Linked DNA regions of Mus musculus: region 2 is linked to region 1. Evidence: chromatin contacts called from public promoter capture Hi-C data. All regions are on one chromosome and are shown on one strand. Each heading gives the region's core, a stretch centred on a gene start, on an enhancer-like site or on the middle of the called end of the contact. The rest is flanking DNA. Distances are from core to core; before and after follow the strand shown. Region 1 holds the start of Snx18 (sorting nexin 18). Region 2 holds the start of Parp8 (poly (ADP-ribose) polymerase family, member 8).

The links. Promoter capture Hi-C pulls out the DNA fragments that hold promoters and counts their contacts.
Region 2: a contact with region 1 is called in a promoter capture Hi-C map of pre-B cells. The contact joins the promoter of Parp8 here to the promoter of Snx18 in region 1.

The regions. Positions count from the first base shown.
Region 1 is chr13:113,616,010-113,620,626 of GRCm38.p6, reverse strand. Snx18 (sorting nexin 18) reads left to right here and starts at 2,063. Exons shown (of 2, transcript NM_130796.4): 1 at 2,063-3,825. The coding sequence starts at 2,232.
Region 2 is chr13:117,023,032-117,027,648 of GRCm38.p6, reverse strand. It overlaps Parp8 (poly (ADP-ribose) polymerase family, member 8), which reads left to right and starts at 2,118. Exons shown (of 27, transcript NM_001081009.2): 1 at 2,118-2,284; 2 at 2,372-2,473; 3 at 3,420-3,474. The coding sequence starts at 2,383.

The DNA.
Region 1 (4,617 bases), core at 814-3,313:
TCTTTTATAAATGCATTGATATATTTACTTCCATAGGTGAACGATTGCAAGTTATTCATGCTAAAACACATTTTCTCCATATCCAAGACCATCTTAGGGTAGAGTATTTCCTACCATTCTGACCACAGGGCCAAGCACCGTGGCAGTTTTGGTCCCCTCCCTCCCAAAGCCTGATTCCTCAAGAACGCAAGTCTGTAACCTTTCTCTCCGAGGCTGAGCACTCACAGAGCCATGCACACTTAGAACATGCGCACTGGGGGTAGAGAGCATGCGCACTCGGGGTATCACTATTCCCCCCCACACACACACCCCCAACACGCGGAGACCCTTAGCAATCGCTTCTGCAGTTGCACAACCCTTTTGAACAGACTTTCACGTAAACTCATGGAATCATTATACCTGAGATAAGCCTGAAGTTACTGTAACTAACTCTCGAATTTAAAGTTTACTACTGACTAATCCGTTGTGTTTTATCTGGACCATCCGAGGTGAATATCTCATGGATCATACATAATTTAAGCTGTTCAGTTGGTGTTGACTTTATGTTTCCGACTATGGCAAGTTGAATCTCACTGATTGGTCTCCACGACAATCGTCACATTCGGAATTTTGAGCTGAAAGTGCTTGCTGCACTTCAGAAAGAGCTCAGGAGATTGAGTTAAGGCTGTGCAATAGGAGGCCCAGTGCGGGTGCCGAGTGTGGTGTACTTTCGTTAGTGGCTTTGAACAGGATGCTAAGTTAGCTGCCGTGCTTAGGAGAATGGAATCTTCTGGTCTGATTGCTGGATTGCCATAGAAGGGGTCAGAGGGCAGGCGGAAATTCATGACACGTGACTGTAGAACTCCAGTTAGAGGTATCCTCAAAGGATTAGGCTAGACTCAGTAAGCGGAGCGTGAGAAAATAAGCCTTGGGCAAATTACATATTGAAGGAAAAGATTTGAAACAAGGCAACCACGGGATATTGACATACGTCTATTAAACTCTCAGGAAGTGATTTTTGATCTACTTAACATAAATTTATTGAAAAGGAGAGGTTTTGTCAATGACCTAGGAGGAAGTGTAAAGTTGTAAGCCTGTTGCGTACCACACCTATGACAGCTCTAGTTATAACTAGTTCTAGGACCCTTCTTTCTCTCTTAGAAAAGAGGCCAGAGATCGCGTTTCCCCTCATAACAGCCGCAGCCAACAAGTGGACAGTGCTTACCGAGTATATTAGCATTTCACTTCAGTCACCTGTAAGATAAGAAAGCCATTATCACACAATCCACAAACTCTCAGAGATAAGGACAGCGCAAGTGACAGGCTCAAGGTCATACAGCCAGTCAGAGCCAGAACCGAGCCTGGCTCCTGCGCCCTGGGCCCTGAAGCCTGAGCTTTCATTCGCTGCACGTGTGCTAGCACCCAACTCTGCACGTTCACTGGAGACTTCTCAGCTCTCTTTCCCTGCACCACCCTTGCCTCTGGTCAAACAAGGATCTTCCCGAATTCCAGCTTTGTTCCAGGCTCCACTCCTTGTGTACAAGATCAGAGAGTACAGGAAGGAAGGGAACCGCACCTTTAGTGACAAGATGAGGATCTTGTGAGTTACTACACATTAACCCTGGCAAAGACGTACTTATCAGTGCAACAGCTAATCTTCTTTGTGAACGCCTTTATTACAAGCTTGGGTTAAGGTCATTTTAAGAGCATTTACTCTGAGAAGTAACAGCTGGCTATCGTAGATATAAATAATCTATTTAAAAACAACAACAACAAAAACCCCAAAAACAACAAAAAACAAAAAAAGAACAACAACAAAAAAAACCCTACCCCACATTTTCTAACGTACAAATCTAAACAATTTCAGATAATTCACTTCTGAAAGCCTCCCACCCACCACGTGGTCACTCAAGCGCGCGCCTTTTCCGTAGCCGCCACAAGGTGGCAGCGGCGGCCGCAGAGTCGGCGCAGGCACGGCTGCTCGGCCGTCGCTTGCTCTCGTCTGGCACGCGGCTCTCGGCAATGGATTAGCTCTGCTGGGGACGTGGGCGCTCCGGGCCCCGCCCCCGGCCGGCGGCGGCCCCGAGTTGCAGTCGCTGCTGCGAGCCGAGCCGAGCTGCACGGAGGGCGAGAGCGGAGCGGGGAGCGGACCGGTGCGCTGCCCTCCAGGCTTCCCTTCGGCGTTCGGGGGGGGGATCCTGACTGCAGGGGCCCTCGGACCGGCCCGAGCTCGGGGCGCCGGGCTCGGGACCATGGCGCTGCGCGCCCGGGCGCTCTACGACTTTAAGTCCGAGAACCCCGGTGAGATCTCCCTGCGGGAGCACGAGGTGCTGAGCCTGTGCAGCGAGCAGGACATCGAGGGCTGGCTCGAAGGGATCAACAGCCGCGGCGACCGCGGCCTCTTCCCGGCCTCCTACGTGCAGGTGATCCGTGCGCCGGAGCCTGGCCCTCCGGCCGACGGCGGCCCGGGAGCTCCGGCCCGCTACGCCAACGTGCCGCCCGGCGGCTTCGAGCCTCTGCCCGCCGCGCCACCCGCCGCCTTCCCGCCGCTGCTGCAGCCGCAGGCGTCACCCGGTTCCTTCCAGCCGCCGGGCGCCGGCTTTCCCTACGGCGGGGGCGCCCTGCAGCCGTCGCCCCAGCAGCTCTACGGTGGATACCAGGCCAGCCTGGGCAGCGACGATGACTGGGACGACGAGTGGGACGACAGCTCCACGGTGGCCGATGAGCCAGGCGCGCTGGGCAGCGGCGCGTACCCGGACCTCGACGGCTCGTCGTCGGCGGGCGGCGGTGCGGCCGGCCGCTACCGCCTGTCCACCCGCTCGGACCTGTCTCTGGGCTCCCGCGGCGTCTCGGCGCCCCCGGCGCACCAAGCGTCTGGAGCCAAGAGCTCGGCCACGGTGAGCCGCAACCTCAATCGCTTCTCCACCTTCGTCAAGTCGGGCGGGGAGGCCTTCGTGCTGGGAGAGGCGTCAGGCTTCGTGAAGGATGGGGACAAGCTGTGCGTGGTGCTGGGTCCCTACGGCCCCGAGTGGCAGGAGAACCCCTACCCCTTCCAGTGCACCATCGACGACCCCACCAAGCAGACCAAGTTCAAGGGCATGAAGAGCTACATCTCTTACAAGCTGGTGCCCACGCATACCCAGGTGCCCGTGCACAGGCGCTATAAGCACTTCGATTGGCTGTATGCGCGCCTGGCGGAGAAATTCCCAGTCATCTCGGTGCCCCATCTGCCTGAGAAGCAGGCCACCGGGCGCTTCGAAGAGGACTTCATCTCCAAACGCAGGAAGGGTCTGATCTGGTGGATGAACCACATGGCCAGCCACCCGGTGCTGGCGCAGTGCGACGTCTTCCAGCATTTCCTGACCTGCCCCAGCAGCACTGATGAGAAGGCCTGGAAACAGGGTAAGCGGAAGGCTGAGAAGGATGAGATGGTGGGCGCCAACTTCTTCCTCACTCTGAGCACCCCACCTGCCGCCGCCCTGGACCTGCAGGAGGTGGAGAGCAAGATAGATGGCTTCAAATGCTTCACCAAGAAGATGGACGACAGTGCGTTGCAGCTCAACCACACCGCCAACGAGTTTGCGCGCAAGCAGGTGACTGGCTTCAAGAAGGAGTATCAGAAGGTGGGCCAGTCCTTCCGGGGTCTCAGCCAAGCCTTTGAGCTGGATCAGCAGGCCTTCTCCGTGGGTCTGAATCAGGCCATTGCCTTCACTGGAGACGCCTACGACGCCATCGGCGAACTCTTCGCTGAGCAGCCCAGGCAGGACCTGGACCCAGTCATGGACCTGTTAGCACTGTATCAGGGGCACCTGGCCAACTTCCCAGACATCATCCATGTTCAGAAAGGTAAAGCTTGGCCTGTAGGGCCGGTGGCACGGGGTGTTTTTTTAAGGTAGAAAGTGGTGACTTGGATAGGCATACCACTGCCGGGTTTCAGGCTCCTGGTGGTTCTCCGTGTCTGGGGATCTTAGGGTTGTGGACTGTTGGGATTTTCCTTTCCGAGTGTTCAGTGGATTGTTAGAATGCTCCTTCTAGTCAGGGACTGCCTGCCACTCTTTAGAGGGCTAGATTTTCAGACCGTGTTGTCACTTCAGAATTTGAATAGGCAGAGGAATCAGCTGTTCTGATGTATAAGCTTGTGGGCTGGGCAGAATTGGCAGGGGCACCCAAGCCAGACTAGGCAGCCCTTTGAACACTGCAGGGCTGGCAGAGATGGGAGAGGCAGTAGGAAGAATGGATGCCTGGGAATAAAGGTAAGGCAGGCTTTCCCCTCCATTCCTGCTGTGGCAAGGGAGTTTGGCCAGCCCTGTTCACAGTGCTGGGGCAGCACAGGAACTTCCTGTGTCAGCTTGCAGGACGGCCTAAAGGCTCTCGACCTTCAGGAACTCAGCTCTCCTTTCTCTGGGTTTGGAGTTTATTAACCAGCTGACATTTGGACTGTTCTTTAGGAAAGTGATGTGGGAGACTAGCTGGGTGAAGTAGGAGTGTTGTGTCTGAGAGCACGAATTCGCTGTCCCAGCGACAGAGTGCTTTAGTAGTTTGGTGTGTCGCTGGCTTTTGTTAAAGCACTGACTTTGCAAATGATTTTTTTTTTTGTAAACATCAGCAGTCATGCCTGGCTGACCTGAAGTTACTCAC
Region 2 (4,617 bases), core at 869-3,368, 3.4 Mb before region 1:
CTCGCATCCTAGCCATGTGCCATTCCGAATACTCCTGGAGGCTTTAGGAAGCTTTACTGCAAAGCACCACTGCTCCTTGCCTCTGGGATGGAAGAAGCAACCCAGCTACCAAAGTGAAGCGTAACTCTTAACTCCTAACCTCACGGCCTCGGACTCAAGTGTTTCAAATAGCACTGGATCTCTTGCTGCCTCACGCCTTGGTAAACTCTAGATAACCTTGAAGCCTTCTCCACCCACTATCAGCTGGAGACTAGTTTCCCTAGTGATCCTCAGGCCTGCGATTGGTGCCCACATGGTCCCGTATGAGGGAGGAACTGCCAGGATTGGTTCATACATGTGCTTTTCTTTCCTGGCTATATAATCAGATTATTTGGCTCACTTTATTACAACGTTAACCCTTAGTGAAGTCTCTTCAAGCAAGGCAGCGAAGGGAAAGCGAAGGCCTTGGGTGCTCTGTGGATGAGATCCCCAGAGCTCTCAAGCTTCAAGGGATATGGATCTGAGCAGCTACAGGCCTCAGACCAGTCTCACAGTGACCTGTCTCTGTAGTTAGGTTAAGGATCACTGTGTCCAAGGCCAGGCTCAAAGGAGAGCTTTAACCCTGCAAAGCCCCACCTAACTGCTGTGGGATGTATGCTGTCTTCTGCCGTCACTAAAGGCTGTCGGAAACTGAGGATTACAAGAGGAAAAGCGTGAGAATACAGATGATGTTAAAAGGCTGGATATATACCATAAGCCTCCAGCCTGAGTGTTTCCAGCAGTCAGTCTCTGCCTTGAAAAGGGTTTGAAATTCTAATACTCTTCTGGGCGTGTCTGTTCAGCCCCTAGGCTCCAGGGTACTGACTCAGGCTTGCCAGCACAGGAAAAGCTTCCCCTACTCACTATTCCTATCGGGAAGATTAAAAGGTTCCGGACAACATGATTGATAACACCTCCTATATTCCAGACACTGCTTGGTCTTAGAATGCAAAACAATATACCTATGGTCTGCCTGGGGGACACTTCTCAGAAACGATGCTAAAGAAAAGAGCTTGGTGGAGCGGGTTCAGGTTCCTTGCGGCAGAAAAGGTGGACCAACCATCATAAGCTTAAAGCAGGGCAATAGAGAGCGGACAGTATGGTTTTCCTTGTTGCGCAAGGTATTAGGGCTGGAGAAACTTTCCCTTGCCTCAGCCCACAGAAGGCTGAGGTTTTGAATAAGACCCAAGCCAGGTATCCCTGACTTAGGGAGTCCCCTCAGGCCAATTTCTTATGAACAGAGCTGGAAAGGAAGAACAAGAGTCTTTGGAGTCTAGAAAGGGCTTCATTTTCAAAAGAGCTTCTCAAACCTGGGACAAACAAACAAACAAACAAACCACCCTGAGAAGCAAAAGCAAAGCAAAACAATAAAAGAACCCCCATCACCTCACCACCAAAAAAGAAGGCAATAAGGAAATGGGAGAGTCCTCCTAGAGTGATCTCCAGCCTTTCTCCCTTTGCCTGATGTGATTACAAGGAAAGACTTGTTCACTTTATTTTTAATTCGTAAAGATTTTTTTTTCTTTTCCCCCTCTTTCTTCCTCCCAGCCACTCCGGCTTGGGTTTCCATATGACTCATAATTCCTTCTGAAAGTGGAGTCGAATTCATAAAAGTGGTGGAAAGAGGAGGGGTGGTGGTGGTGGTGCGGGAGAGGCTGGGAGCTCCAGGGAGTCTTCACTACCTACACTGTCACTCAGCTCCCGGCTCGAGTGGCAGTCGGGGGTGGGGAAATCCAGCCTGCGCGGATGGCGGATACTATTAAAGCCCCAGCGGCGCGCAGCCGGGCCCGGTGACCCGCGGCGGGTGCGGGAGGGTCTGCGGCTGGCGGGCGGCGCTGCAGCAGCCTGGGCACGGCCGCCGCCCGCGGGCGCGAGTGTGCGCGGGTGTGGGAAGGCCGGCGTGCGGGCCGCGAGGGGTGTGCGCGCGTGAGTCGGAGCGGGGCTCGCCCCTCTCCGGCGCCTGCCGCTCCACAGCTGCCGATCGCTCTCCAGCGGTCCCCGGCCCCCTTCGGGCCCCTCGTTTTCCTACGGCCGTCAGTCCGGGCGGGGGTGGGGGGGGAGGGAGAAAGTGAGACTCCGTGTCATCACCATCCATTGTCAGAACAGGAGGAAATTGGAATCCAGCAGCGGCGAGCAGCAGCTGGGCGGTCACATCTGGGAATGCAAAGCCGACCTCCTCCTCCTCCTCCTCCTCCACCTCCTCCTCCTCTCTCACCCGGGATCACTTCCGAAACCACTTCGCCTTCAGCCCCTGCCTCGGCCAGAGGTTTCATTTTTAACTGAATATTTACGAAAGCTGGAAGCGTGCGAGGGGGGTGGGGTGGAGTGGAAATAGCGGCTGCTTCTTTTCCAGGGATTTATTTAATGGGGATGTGTTCAAGGCAAGAGAGAATTCAGAAGGATATCGACGTCGTGATCCAGAAGTCAAGAGCCGAGAAAGACTGCCTGTTTGCAGGTGAGTTCTTGCCTCTCGGATCCTGGGACCAGGAGTCAGCCTCCCCTCTGTCTACCCCCATTGCCCAGATTTCTGACCGCGACGCGTGTAGCTTGGGAGTGTGGGGCGGCAAGTCCCCATTCCGGGTGCATTTGGAAATAGCTGCAGCGGCGTGAGCTGAAACCCAAAGAGGAGGGGGGCACGAGCCACCCCCCTCCCCCCCAAAAAACCCCACCAGGCCAGGGCAGTCTCCGGCTCCTGGGGCAGGACCCGCGCGATCAGAGTGCAGGGGCCGGGCGCTGGGTTCCAGCCATTGGCGGTGCCCAGAGCATCCGAGCTTTGCCTCCCGGCTTCGGCAGCCGTGGCCGAGCGGGGCGGGCTAGAGCCCGGCGGCTTTGCGCCATCGGCCGAGCGGCGGCGGCCGGGAAGGGACCGGCTGCGCTGCGCTGCGCTGCGCTGCTCCCGCCAGGCGCCGAGGCCCCGGGAGAAGGCAGCGCTGGGCCGAGCTCCCGCCCCCTCCGCTGCACCCGCTCCTCGGCGAGCGCGCAGGACACCGCCCCGGGGAAGGGATGGATGGATTCCCGGGGTTCCCGAGCTACGCAGGCCCAACCTGGGGGTCGCTTTGCGTCCATCTTTGCTCCCCGTCCTCCCACCCCCCCATCCAAGGCCGAGGGCAGTTCGGGCTTCGCAGCCCGAAGCCTGCCAGGGGCTGCTTCCGGCTGCTTGGCTGGGAATTTCCCGCTGTTGCCATGGCACCCGGCACTTGTTGCGGGGGGCGGCCTCCCGCTGCACCCCACGGGGTGCTCCGCATCCCCTCCTGCACCACCCTGCTGGCGGCCCCTAGCTCTCCAGCCTTTGCTTCCCTCCCCATCGGGCCTCCTAGGCTCACACAAAAGTGTAGGTTCAAGACAGAATTGGGGTTAAAAACAACACATGGGGTGGCTTATAACACGACTTTCCGTTTCAGATTTCAGATACTCAGACTCCACCTTTACTTTCACCTACGTTGGCGGCCCCAAAAGGTATTTATGTGTATAGAGTTGCTTCATTTCCTGTTCACACGCTTGTGTTTCCTTTGTTCCTGGTGTCTTCCGTGTTTGGGTATTTTTTTGCTTGTTTGTTTAATCTTGGGACTGCTATCTAGCTGCATTCCTCGCCAGTTGTCTCCCGATTTTATATAGAAGAGGGAAAATAAATATGTTTGAAGTTTTTTTTTTCTTCTTAAGCTAACAGAGGATGAGCAGAACTCCACATAGTGTTCTGCTTCAGTAGTAGATTGCTCTTTAGGCGTTCTGGATTTGACACAGGCGACACCGTGCAAAATTGGTACATTGAGCATGGAGTGAAATATGTGAAAGACATAAAAAGATGTCACAAAATAGTTTGATCGCCACCAGTGCTTATTTTGCCAACGTGTCTCTTTTTTCCATTTTCCTGAAGGTTGACATAAACACGTGGTCTTCCCAGTTCCCCAGGCGTTTTTCTTTTTTCCTCCGCAAAGGAGTGGTTATTTTGGTTTTCACATTTAGTTGTAGAAAAGATTTTGGAGAGTTATATGAAGCTGGCGTGGATGGCTTTTCCTTTGGGGGAAGAGATGCATATTTTAGTAGTCAATTGTCAGGGCTTTGATGCAGCTCAAAGGCAATTTTGAACGGAGGAAGAAGAATTTGCATCAAAAGTTTCTACACCTTGCTTTCTTCATTTTTGTGGTTTGGGTTTTCTTTATCCAATTGCTTTTAGAGACAACTGGTTTAAAAGAGCTGGGGCTACTGACTTAGTCTGTGGAGACTCTTCACCCTAGTGCTGTTGTTAGGAGTCCACATTCAAAATAGCTTGACCACCTTCCAAAATATCTCTTAGCTAATGAAAATATTTATGAATATGGAAATGGCAAAGAAGCTCTGGTCTGTAAATATCTTTTTAAATGTGTACCCTTAAAATACTTAGAGTTTATGTTGCGTCATTTATCTCATAATAAAATTTTAGAATGGTTATCCTATACCCAAATAAAGTCCCAGGATTGGCCTCACGTTGATTGACTAGTTGAGAATGTATCAGTGAATTATTAAGCTTCATTGCCTTTTGGGGGAGAGAATAAATTACATTATTTCTTAATTTCTGAGAGTACCATCATTTTTGTAATTATGGATCAAATTAAATTAGAG